2 separate regions of the Zea mays genome follow, and region 1 is linked to region 2. The links are chromatin contacts, called in public Hi-C maps. All regions are on one chromosome and are shown on one strand. Each heading gives the region's core, a stretch centred on a gene start, on an enhancer-like site or on the middle of the called end of the contact. The rest is flanking DNA. Distances are from core to core; before and after follow the strand shown. Region 1 holds the start of LOC542205 (Outer envelope pore protein 24A chloroplastic). Region 2 holds the start of LOC100277681 (DUF3475 domain protein).

Evidence for each region. Hi-C and Micro-C count contacts between places; a contact is called where the count stands out from the background.
Region 1: a Hi-C map of tassel shows a contact between it and region 2, with 2.1 times the contacts expected there. The contact joins the promoter of LOC542205 here to the promoter of LOC100277681 in region 2. A contact is called at or near these places in 3 of 25 Hi-C or Micro-C datasets (ear, leaf and tassel).

The regions. Positions count from the first base shown.
Region 1 is chr5:1,121,860-1,127,193 of Zm-B73-REFERENCE-NAM-5.0, reverse strand. LOC542205 (Outer envelope pore protein 24A chloroplastic) reads left to right here and starts at 2,893. Exons shown (of 3, transcript NM_001351721.1): 1 at 2,893-3,200; 2 at 3,297-3,689. The coding sequence starts at 3,003.
Region 2 is chr5:972,732-977,674 of Zm-B73-REFERENCE-NAM-5.0, reverse strand. It overlaps LOC100277681 (DUF3475 domain protein), which reads right to left and starts at 2,266. Exons shown (of 1, transcript NM_001151184.2): 1 at 569-2,266. The coding sequence starts at 2,123. The coding sequence ends at 699. LOC100277870 reads right to left here. Exons shown (of 7, transcript NM_001151325.2): 4 at 4,666-4,741; 5 at 4,466-4,558; 6 at 4,254-4,367; 7 at 3,756-4,171. The coding sequence ends at 4,118.

The DNA of each region.
Region 1 (5,334 bases), core at 1,644-4,143, 150 kb before region 2:
CTAAGCAAATCAAAGTATGCATAGTTCGGCATGGTGCATCAAACAACATCAAGTAATTTTAGGGTTTTTCTTTACACGGGAATTCCAAGCCGAACTCCGTTATAACTTTGGAAAAGATCAAGGTTTAGCGAGGGAATGAGAAAAAGAAAAGGGTAACGCCTGAATTTGGTGAAAGAAAAGAAGAAAAAATTCTACCCCCAAATTCAGGGCGTTACACACGCGGCACATTCACTCGTCGGCTTAGGGACCCCCCGGTCTCGAAACGCCGACAAGTTTAAAAGCTCCAAGCCAAATAAGAGGGCATCATATTTGGCTTGATTGTTAGTGCAATAAGGTTTTAATCGGCTAGAGAAGTCAAAATAGGCGTTACTTGGTGAACCAAGCACGATGCCAATCCCTTGTTCTTCATTGCAAACTGATCCATCAAAATACATAGTCTAGGGAGTAACAATGAGGTATAATATATCTAGTGTATAAGCATCATCAATCCAATGTTCTACAATAGAATCCGCTACGACCTGGCCTTTCATAGCTTTTAATGGTTCATAGGCCAAATCATACTCTTTAAGTGCATAAGCCCATTCGCCAATCCTGCCACTCATGATCGGGTTTTGCAACATGTATTTTGATCACATCGGTTTGACCAAAAAAGTGCAATGACTAGATAATAAATAACACCTACACTCGGTGCATGCATAACACATGCATAGACATAACTTCTCAACGAAAGTGTACCTTGTTTCAGCGTTCATCAGCCTCCGACTTAGGTAGGTTACCACATGCTCCTTTCATTTGGTCTCTTGTGTCAGAACAACTCTAATGACTTTTTTCTTCGGCTGCAATGTATAACCTGGATGACACTCTCGCCCGTGGCGCTTTTAACACGGGAGTGAAAGACAAATATTTTCTAATGATATTAAATGCTTCCTGTTGTTATGCCCACAGGTGAATTCGACATCATTTTTAAGCCAAAGGATAGGAGTGAAGGCATCGGTCTTCCCAGCTAGATTAGAAATAAACCTTTGTAAATAATTTACCTTGCCGAGAAACTTCTGCATTTCAAGCTTACAGGTTGGAGGCCCCACATTCCGAATGGATTTAATTCAGTCAGGGTCTATCTCTATACCATGTTCATGAATGATAAATCATAAGAATTTACCAGCCGACACTCCAAAAGCACATTTGCGTGGGTTCATCTTTAGACTGTACCGACACATTTTATCAAAGGTTTTACGGAAATCAGCTATATAAGAACTAAACTTAGCTGATTTGACTACAATATCATCAATGTAAACTTCCCAATGTTTTCCAACAGCTCGTGAAAGATCAAATTCATAGCCCTCTGATAAGTAGTGCCAACATTTTTTCAGACCAAATGTCATGACAATCCGCTCAAATAAATTAATGAAGCCTGGAAATATAAAGTCCGTTTTAGACGCATCTTCTTCTGTCATAAAAATCTGATTATATCCGGCATTACCATCAAAAAAGCTAATAATTCTATTTCCTGATGCATTATTAATCAATGTATCGGTTATGAGCATAAGATATTCATCTTTAGGAGTTACTCTAATTAAATTACAGAAATCAATGCATACTCTGAGCTTACGTGATTATTTCTTTTCCACCGACACAATATTGGAGACCAACTCCACGTATCTGCAAGGTCTAATGAAATTAGCTTCTACCAGCCGGTGAATTTCGTCCTTTGTTTGTGAGAGCACGTATGGACGAATGTTCTGTTTTTTGCTTGAAAGTTGTGAACCCGGACTAAATAGGCAGTCAATGTTCTACTATCTCTCGGCTTAATCATGACATCTCAGTGTAATTCAAAGCAAAGCATTCCAAATATTGTTTTAATAGACCGACCATTTCATCTATAAAGTCGGTCTTCAGAGTCTTGTTTACAAAAGTCAGCCTCAGAGTTTTACCATCTTTTATATCAATCTCCTCCAATATTATTGCATTATCTCTAATATCGGCATCAAACTTAGTATTAGGGTGTGCCATTTTTTTTTCATTTGCTCCTAGGTCGAGTCTCTTCTTGCACAGTGTCGCCGCCACCGTGGATTGTGCATCTTGTAGCAAAAAGGCCCAAACATTTTATCCAAGCCAGCTCCGACGAAGACTTGGAACCGGTGTGCTGGAGGTGATCGACCTGGACGACGACTTCGTGTGGGTGCATGACTACCACTTCATTCAAAAGTTTTTTAAGGGAAAAAAGATATATGTTGGGATACTTGGGGGATGTTTATTTAAGAATCAATTCATACAAGGTGAGTTAGTGCATAATAAGTTTATTCCTCAAATTTGGTGTGATGACTTCATTCCTCATAACAATACTAATAACTAACTATAAGGAATGAGATAATCAATACATTTCATTTAACAAACCAAACAAAAAAAGTGACGAGTGAAAATATGATAGACTAGTTCATTACTCAAAATAAAGACCCTGTTGTTTTTTGAAAAAGATGACCTCAAAAAACCAGGTATTAAGAGATATATTTTTAGGAGCTTATGGAGATCTCTAAGAATTAAGATAATGATGATCCAACGGTACTTCATCGAGTTAAGACAAAGACAATATAATCACCGGAGATCATGCATATGATCTTGATCAAAATTCAGTGGATAGTTACAAGGTAGGGATATCAATCAGTAATTTAAAGTAGTTCACTGAACATGAACAATGCTGGAGCTGGAAGAAGGTGAACCAACACAACCATCGCGATGACCATGAGATCAAAGGCAACCTTTCATGAGTGGGCCGGGCCACTTAGACCAACATGGGGTAGGGAGGGAGGAGCCCAGGCCCAGGAAGGACTCCGTCCGGGTACGGCGGCGGCGTTGGGCGCGATGCAAAAGGCGAAAGAAGCGAAGAAGATAAGGAGGGACCAAGACCAACCCAGTGCACCACACAAGGCATTGTCAGCGGCGGCGGCGGCGGCGGGCCGGCGGAGACTCCCAGGCCAGGAGCAGTCTGCCGATTGGAAGGGGAGATGAAGGCCACGCTCAAGGGCCGCTACGAGGGCGACAAGGCCACGGCCGCCACCACCCTCGCCGCCCCCGCCGGCGACCTCCGCCTCAAGGCCTCCGCCACCGAGGCCGCCTTCACCAACGGTCCTTCCCTGCGAGGCCTCACCCTCACCCTCGAGAAGCCCGGCGCCTTCCTCGTTGACCTCAAGCCCCACAACCAGGTAAACCGTCCTCGTGGCTCCTTCTCTCCTTAGCGTCTACACCTACCTTCTCTCCCCGCTCACCTACCCCTACCCGATTGGGGGCGGCTGCCGCAGGATGTGCGCTTTCAGTTCATGAACTCCGCGCTCGTGCTCGACAAGCGCGTCAGCCTCACCTACACTCACTCCACTAGCCTCGCCGCGGCCCCCGCCGCCGCGCCGCCCTCCCGCACCGCGCTCGACTGCACCGTCACTTTCGACCCCGCCAACAAGGTCAGCCTCTCCCACTCGCTAGGCTCCGGCGGCTGCCGCCTCAAGTACACCTACGCGCACGGGGTCGACCGCCTCACCACCATCGAGCCCCTCTTCGACACCAACAAGAACGCATGGGAGTTCGCCATCACCAGGAAGTTCGCCGGAGGGGACGCCGTCAAGGGCACCTACCAGGCCTCCACCAAGCTGCTCGGCCTCGAGTGGAGCAGGGACTCTCTCGCCGGCGGCTCCTTCAAGGTCTGTGCCTCTTCTTCCGCTCTCTTACTATTACTACTTACTTGTTACTGCTTGTACTTCTTTGAGTTTCATTGATGTATGCCTCCACCTATTAGGATCCTGAATTGCATGCGACTCAGAAATGAGGATCTTTTTTCCGGTTTTCTAGGCTAGGACGACAACCAAATGTATGCTTCCATTTTCCTATTGTACTAGTGAGTGTTGCACTGTTGCTTCCCACATGACAGACATGAATCCGTGCAAGTGCAAGCCTGGAGAATGGGTATACATTGAAATTGTGTATGCACGAACGCTCACATGTGCACAATTGTTTGTGTGGTTGGGCGCTGGCCTAGGTGGTTCGAACTTGCAAAGGATTCGTTATTGCGAATAAGAGACATGCCTTACACACCTGGGTACATGTTCAGACTTGAGAGCACTTGCTACTTCAATCACAAAAAAAAGATTGTTCTTTCTTTGTGTTGGCTTTCAGTTTTACTTTCATTAGCAATCCCTGGTAACTACTTGTTGTCAATAGAACATTTTTGAAGGGAAGCAATCCCATTTTTGCTTGTTGAGTGCAAAAGAAGGTTCTTTATTGACTCTTGAGTATATGTTGTTCTGTGTTATGGCTGATGGGAGGAGAATGGAGACATTTTTCACGTCCACTGCGGCTATAGATATGTTTTGATGATGAGGTTTGCTCTAGGAAATTTAGGATTTAGTTCAAATTTGAACTTTGCGCTGAGTATTTAAATAGAAACCCCCCATCCAATCATGCCATATCTTCCTTACAAATCCCTAGCTAGTCCAAGCAGCATTATTGAACTTGCATTCTGTTTGAAACTTTGAATTCTGGTTTCTTCAGTTGTTTTAAGACTCAAAACATCCATTTTTTATGCAAGCAGTCAGAATCGAAACTAAGAAAGTAATTATAAAGCATTGTGGGTACATGACACAAAGTTCGTTTTATTTTGGAGGGGGTGGGGGAGACAATCCCATCTGAGCTGTATTGAGGGTCCAAAAAGGTTCCATAATTGGATATAATGGCTGTGGACCTGTGGTCACCAAAATCACCTGAACCTGAAATTACTTGAAGAGCCTGTTGTGTGGGGAAGTGAGTAATTAAGTCAGTACAATTTGAGAATATAGTTTTTTCCTCCAAACATTTTTAATTGTCCTGCATGCAGATACTATACTGCGAAAATTGGATGATATAGCCAGTGAATTATGTTCAGTTGAGCTCGGGGATATCAGAATAAACCAGTAGAAAATGTCCCATATCTATGTCTCATACATAGAAACCGTCAAGTTTGAGAAAGTCTTGCTCAGTTGAGGCATAGCTTCTTGGAAGTTGAAGCTATTCTACAGCTGTCTGGTTGATGGTTGCTTGAATAGAGGAGAGCTGGTGTGGGAATATGAGGGCATGTATAGTGGTGTTTAATGTGGGGGCTCTTAAGGTGTTTTAGGGGGTTATTTGCAAAAAAATCTTAGAGCCGTCTCTCCGTGAAGAGACGCCTCTAGCTCGTAAACCAAGTAACAACAGACGCCTCACTTCCCACTGTACGAATTTGTCGTCTGTTCTATCGATCTGATGCTACACAAATACATTTAATTCTGTATTTATTAATAGACTACGTTTAGAGACACTCCATTGTACAATAGA
Region 2 (4,943 bases), core at 1,017-3,516:
TGAGTTTTCAGGCTGGAGTTAATAAATCCTCTTGTTTGTTGCATGCTAAAAGTATTGGTCTAAGGTCCGTCCCTGATCATGGTTATGGTACCCGTGTGTATGAGTGGGACAGGGGCTTGGAGTTTTTCTCGACCAGCATGAGAAGTTATTAATGCAATTTCTGGGGGCTTTCTTATGCCCGCAGTTTGAGTTTTTTTTCTTTCCATTATTTGTTATGAGCAAAGTGGCAGGCAGGTGACACTTTAGACAGATTGTGAGTGTTACATCTCAGGTCTTTGAAAGACTTGAACTAGTTCTTAGAATCCTTGAAATGCTGGAATATTTGTGTTTGAGTAGCTAGTTATCATCCAGCTAAGGTACAGATTGTTCCATTCCAATAGAAAAGAGGAGCATGAGAGGAGCCAAAGCCATGGCCCCCTCCCTTACTGTCGCTGAAGTATTTTAACCTGTATTTTGATCGACGCTGCCACTGGTGTTTGATATTTATTTATAGTGTATAACAACAGTCTGCTCTGCCGCCATGTGATGATGGAATCGTTGAGATGATGATTGAGTCAACTAACCATGTGTACCTGCCTTAGCTTATTATTTATTCGTCATCAACAGATCCATCCAGAATGAGCAACAAACAGATGCAGATGCAGATGTGCTTGCATCATTCGTATCACCACCACCATCCATAATCCATGGATGCATCGTCATCGGACGGGCGGGCGGGCGGGCGAGGCGAGCATAGCACGGCAGCTCATCTCCTTCTCGAACCGCCACACGTAGTTGAGCCCCACCAGGAGCTCCACCACCGCCGCGTCCACCTTGTCGCGCTCCGCGAACTGCAGTGTCTGCAGCAGCAGCACGCTGCCGTTGCCGCTCCCGCCCCGCTGCTCCAGGCTGCGCTCCGCCTGCCACCGCACCGTCGCGTGCGCCATCGGCGCCAGCCACTCCAGGATCCCAGCCAGCGCCGCGCACCACTGCCCTGCGAGCCCCGGGTCCGCCGCGGGCACCGCGCCGCGCAGCCGCGCCCGGAGCTGCGCGCGCACGCTCGCCGTCAGCATCCCGTACAGCTCGTCCCGCTCCTCGGGGCCCACCAGCAGCGGCGACCGCGCCATCCGCTCGATCGAGATCACCAGCCCGGCGTAGCGCGGCGACAGCGCCGCCGCGCCCAGCGTCCCCGCCGGGGGCGTCAGTGCCGCCGAGCTGTCCTCCAGGAACCCGCCGCCCCGCACCTGCCGTTTCGGAGCGAACGACGGCTGGTTGTCCACGTCGAACAGCAGCACCTCCTCCATTGACATGGACTTGCGCGACGGCGGGGACCGCGCGTCGCCTGACGGGTGCACCGCCGAGGAGAGTGTCAGGCTGCGGTACAGCGGCGGGTGGCGCTGCTCCCGGCCGGCGCCGAAGACGGCCTTGATGCGCGCGAGGGTGGTGAACGCCGCCCGTGCCAGCGACGCGACGACAGCGTCGAAGGTGGAGCCCCAGAGGGACGTCTGCTTCAGGTGCTTCACCTCCTGCCTCTTGGAGAAGACCACCTGCTGCTGCTCCGACGCCGCCGAGATCTTGCTCGCCGAAAGGCTGTTGGCGGCGCACTGGAGGACGACAAGCTTCCGGAGGCCGTGCTCGGCCTCGGCCAGCTCCTCCATGGCCCTCCGGAGCGCGGCGGTGGTGGCCACCTGCTTCCCCATCCTGCTCGCCCTCGCGTCCATCTCCTTCCAGCTGGGCGCCGTCCAGCGGTGCCGGTCGCGGCCGGTGTCGGCCAGCTCCAGGAAGGCGTCCCTGAAGTCGCGGAGGCTGGGGTCCGCGCACCGCGCGGCGAGCGCGGTCACGGAGTCGGATGCGGCCCTGAGCGTGTCCACGAGCTCGGCGCGGGCGAGGCCGACAAGGAAGTCGTCGTCGTCGGAGACCATCTTGCGGACGCCGTGGAGGTTCATGGTCTCGTGGCGGAGGCGTGCGACGGCAGCGTCACCCACGGCTCGCCACAGCTGGAGAAGCTTGGACATGAGGCTGGCGACCTCGAAGGCGAGGATGCCGACGGTGCTCTGCTTCCGGGGCCTCGATGGCGCCCCCGAACCTCCAGAGGCAGAGGACATGGCCGAGCGGACCTTGGTGAGCCATGACTCGAGGGCCATGGACAACGAGGGAGAGGGAAAGCAAAGGGCCAACAACGATTTTATACTACTGCGCAGCTGCGAATTAAAATTAAGCTCCGAGCTAGCTACCAAGACACCACATAAATAATCGGACATATAGAGATATGAAATGAGATTGAGAGACATAGCATATGTAACAGAACCGCTGCCATGCAGTGCACGTCAAAGTTACAGAACCGTCCACTTTAATCTTAAATCAACGTACTTGGTAGCCATTACTAGTCAGTTGCCCCTGCTGCGGTGACATTGGTACATGCGTACACTTTATTTTAATAAAACAAAAAATATGTATGTTCTATTTGTTAGGTGGGTGACATTACAGAACCGTCCACTTTAATCTTAAATCAACGTACTTGGTAGCCATTACTAGGCAGTTGCTCGTGCTGCGGTGACATTGGTACATGCGTACACTTTATTTTAATAAAAAAAATATATGTTCTATTTGTTAGGTGGGTGACACTTGTGCACAATTTTACTTTATTTGTAGCCTGCAATGTACATTGTGAGATGTATAAATACTCCTCCAACTCACCTATTTTAGCTCTCTTGACCATTTGTGCACCCGAAAGACCTATTTGGAGAGGAAGGGAGAGTCTTTGTCTAGTTAGGTGATTGAGATCTAATCATCACCATGTTAGTACATCATTAATCCACCGAGAAAAGCAAGTGTGCATCCACCGTTCTATTTAGCCTTGGATAGATCAAGTTAGAGTTTATGCTTATTACTCTTTGTGATCGGTATCACTAGACGATTTGGTGGTGATCATAGATTTGTGGGTGGCCCAACTCAAAATATAAACATATGTGGGTGATTTACCTTGTCGAACTGTTGAAGAATCAACATGTAGAGAGCACTTGATCGATTAATAGACGGTTTTGATGGGTCTAAGCTGCAACTTCCAACTACCTTAATAGAGTCGAGACTAGAGAGAGAAGGTTTTTTTTTTTCCTGGAAACGGAGAGGGAGGGAGAGAAGGATCATTTCGTAGCTAGCTAATGATGAGAGTGAGAGTAGACGCATTTTGGTGGGTGGTAAACAATGGAAGGTGGCGACTGACCTGCATCATATCTTTTCTTTGGATTTGACCTCAACCGGCCAGGGTCTTCAATCCATCGACATGCATGCGCACCTCCAAAAAGGGTCAAATTTGTTTCTGACTACACATGTATGGACCGGAGGATGGCCAACATGCCCAGCTCCACTCCACTACTCCCACCCACCAGCAATCCAATCTGAACAGAACCTGAATCCATGGGGGTCTTCAGTCACGACATCGACATCTCGCTCGATCAGGAGTGACAGTTCCTGTGTGTGTCTATATAATCTAGATACCTTTTTTTATTAATATATATGTGTGCACTATAATAGAATCCATGCATGAAACAAGTCAACCATGCATCCAACTAATGCCAGAGAGAGAGAGAGAGAGAGAGAGAGAGAGAGAGAGAGAGAGAGAGAGAGAGAGAGAGAGAGAGAGAGAGAGAGAGAGACCTAAATCATCTCTGGGTCGACTATCTATCAATCATATCGAACGAATATGCATATCTCATTATCGCAAGGACAGATCCGATGCATGTAGTAGGATGCACGGATGGCAAGAAGATGCATAATAAATATATCTTTTTTCTTGGTAGGAGACTAGGAGTATATGAATGATTTCTTGGTATTAGCTAGCCAGGGTGGTTGCTGTCCATGTAATATCCTTTTTTTTTTCCCTTAGTGCGCCCCCGGCACCACCCATGGAAGATCATCATGCATCCTGAATCCTCATGATGGCCACCACCACCCACCAGCAGCTAGCTTACGCTGCCTAGTACACAAACTAGGTAATCGCTGACCTGAATGAGAACGAGGGACCATCACAAAGAGACTTTTTTGCCTTTGCGTGGGCAGTACCCAATCCCAGTTCCCAGTTGTGCTGGCTCGTCTGAGTAGCATGCACCTGCACCTCTTCCACCCTTCTCACTTCAATTCAGAAGTTGCTTTCTGAAGCCCAGCCCTTCTTTTCCAAAGCCAATCTCAGCTCCTAAGACGCACACGAAACCAATCACGAGTGTCATCCACTAGTATACAGAGCTAAACCGGTACCAAGATACAAGCACGCATACCTTTACTCTCTTCTTGTTGGCATTGAAATCGATAAATCCTGATCGAGACGCCGACCGATACTGAACCATGGTCTTGTTGCCAGGAGGGAACCAGAACTCCACATCATCTACAAACTTCAGCATCGACAAATGATATCAAATGGCCACCACATTTACGCACATCTAGTAACGCCCACAAAAAGGAAAACAAGGTGCTACCCGCCGCCGCCTACCCCAAATATAGGACTCTCATATTCAACTCGGATATAATCATCTTTTTTCTCTACTATGCGAGGAGTGAAGTTGTCCGGCTTTGTCTTCGTGACCTGGTTCCAACCAAATACAAGATGATGCTGCAGAAAAATATATGACTCCAAGGCGGTAACACCGGTACAATGCTTCTATGTGTGCCATCATGCACATATTTACTTACGACTTCAATTAGTTCTTTCATGGCCTCCTCTTTGGTTATGGGTTTACCGCTCCGCCCATCCTTGGGATTGTAGTTCCTGGACAAAAATAATGTTAATCTACTCCGCAAACCGCGATACAACATAACTGCATGTTGGGTTCTGACAGGTGGGAACCAAAGTCTAGGGGATGGTCCGAACGCTGATCTCGATCATCAGTTGAGTGTTTTCTGGGGACATGAAAAACTGACTGTTGTGGAAATGACGGTTGATTGATGTTACTTTTCCCTTATTTTATATT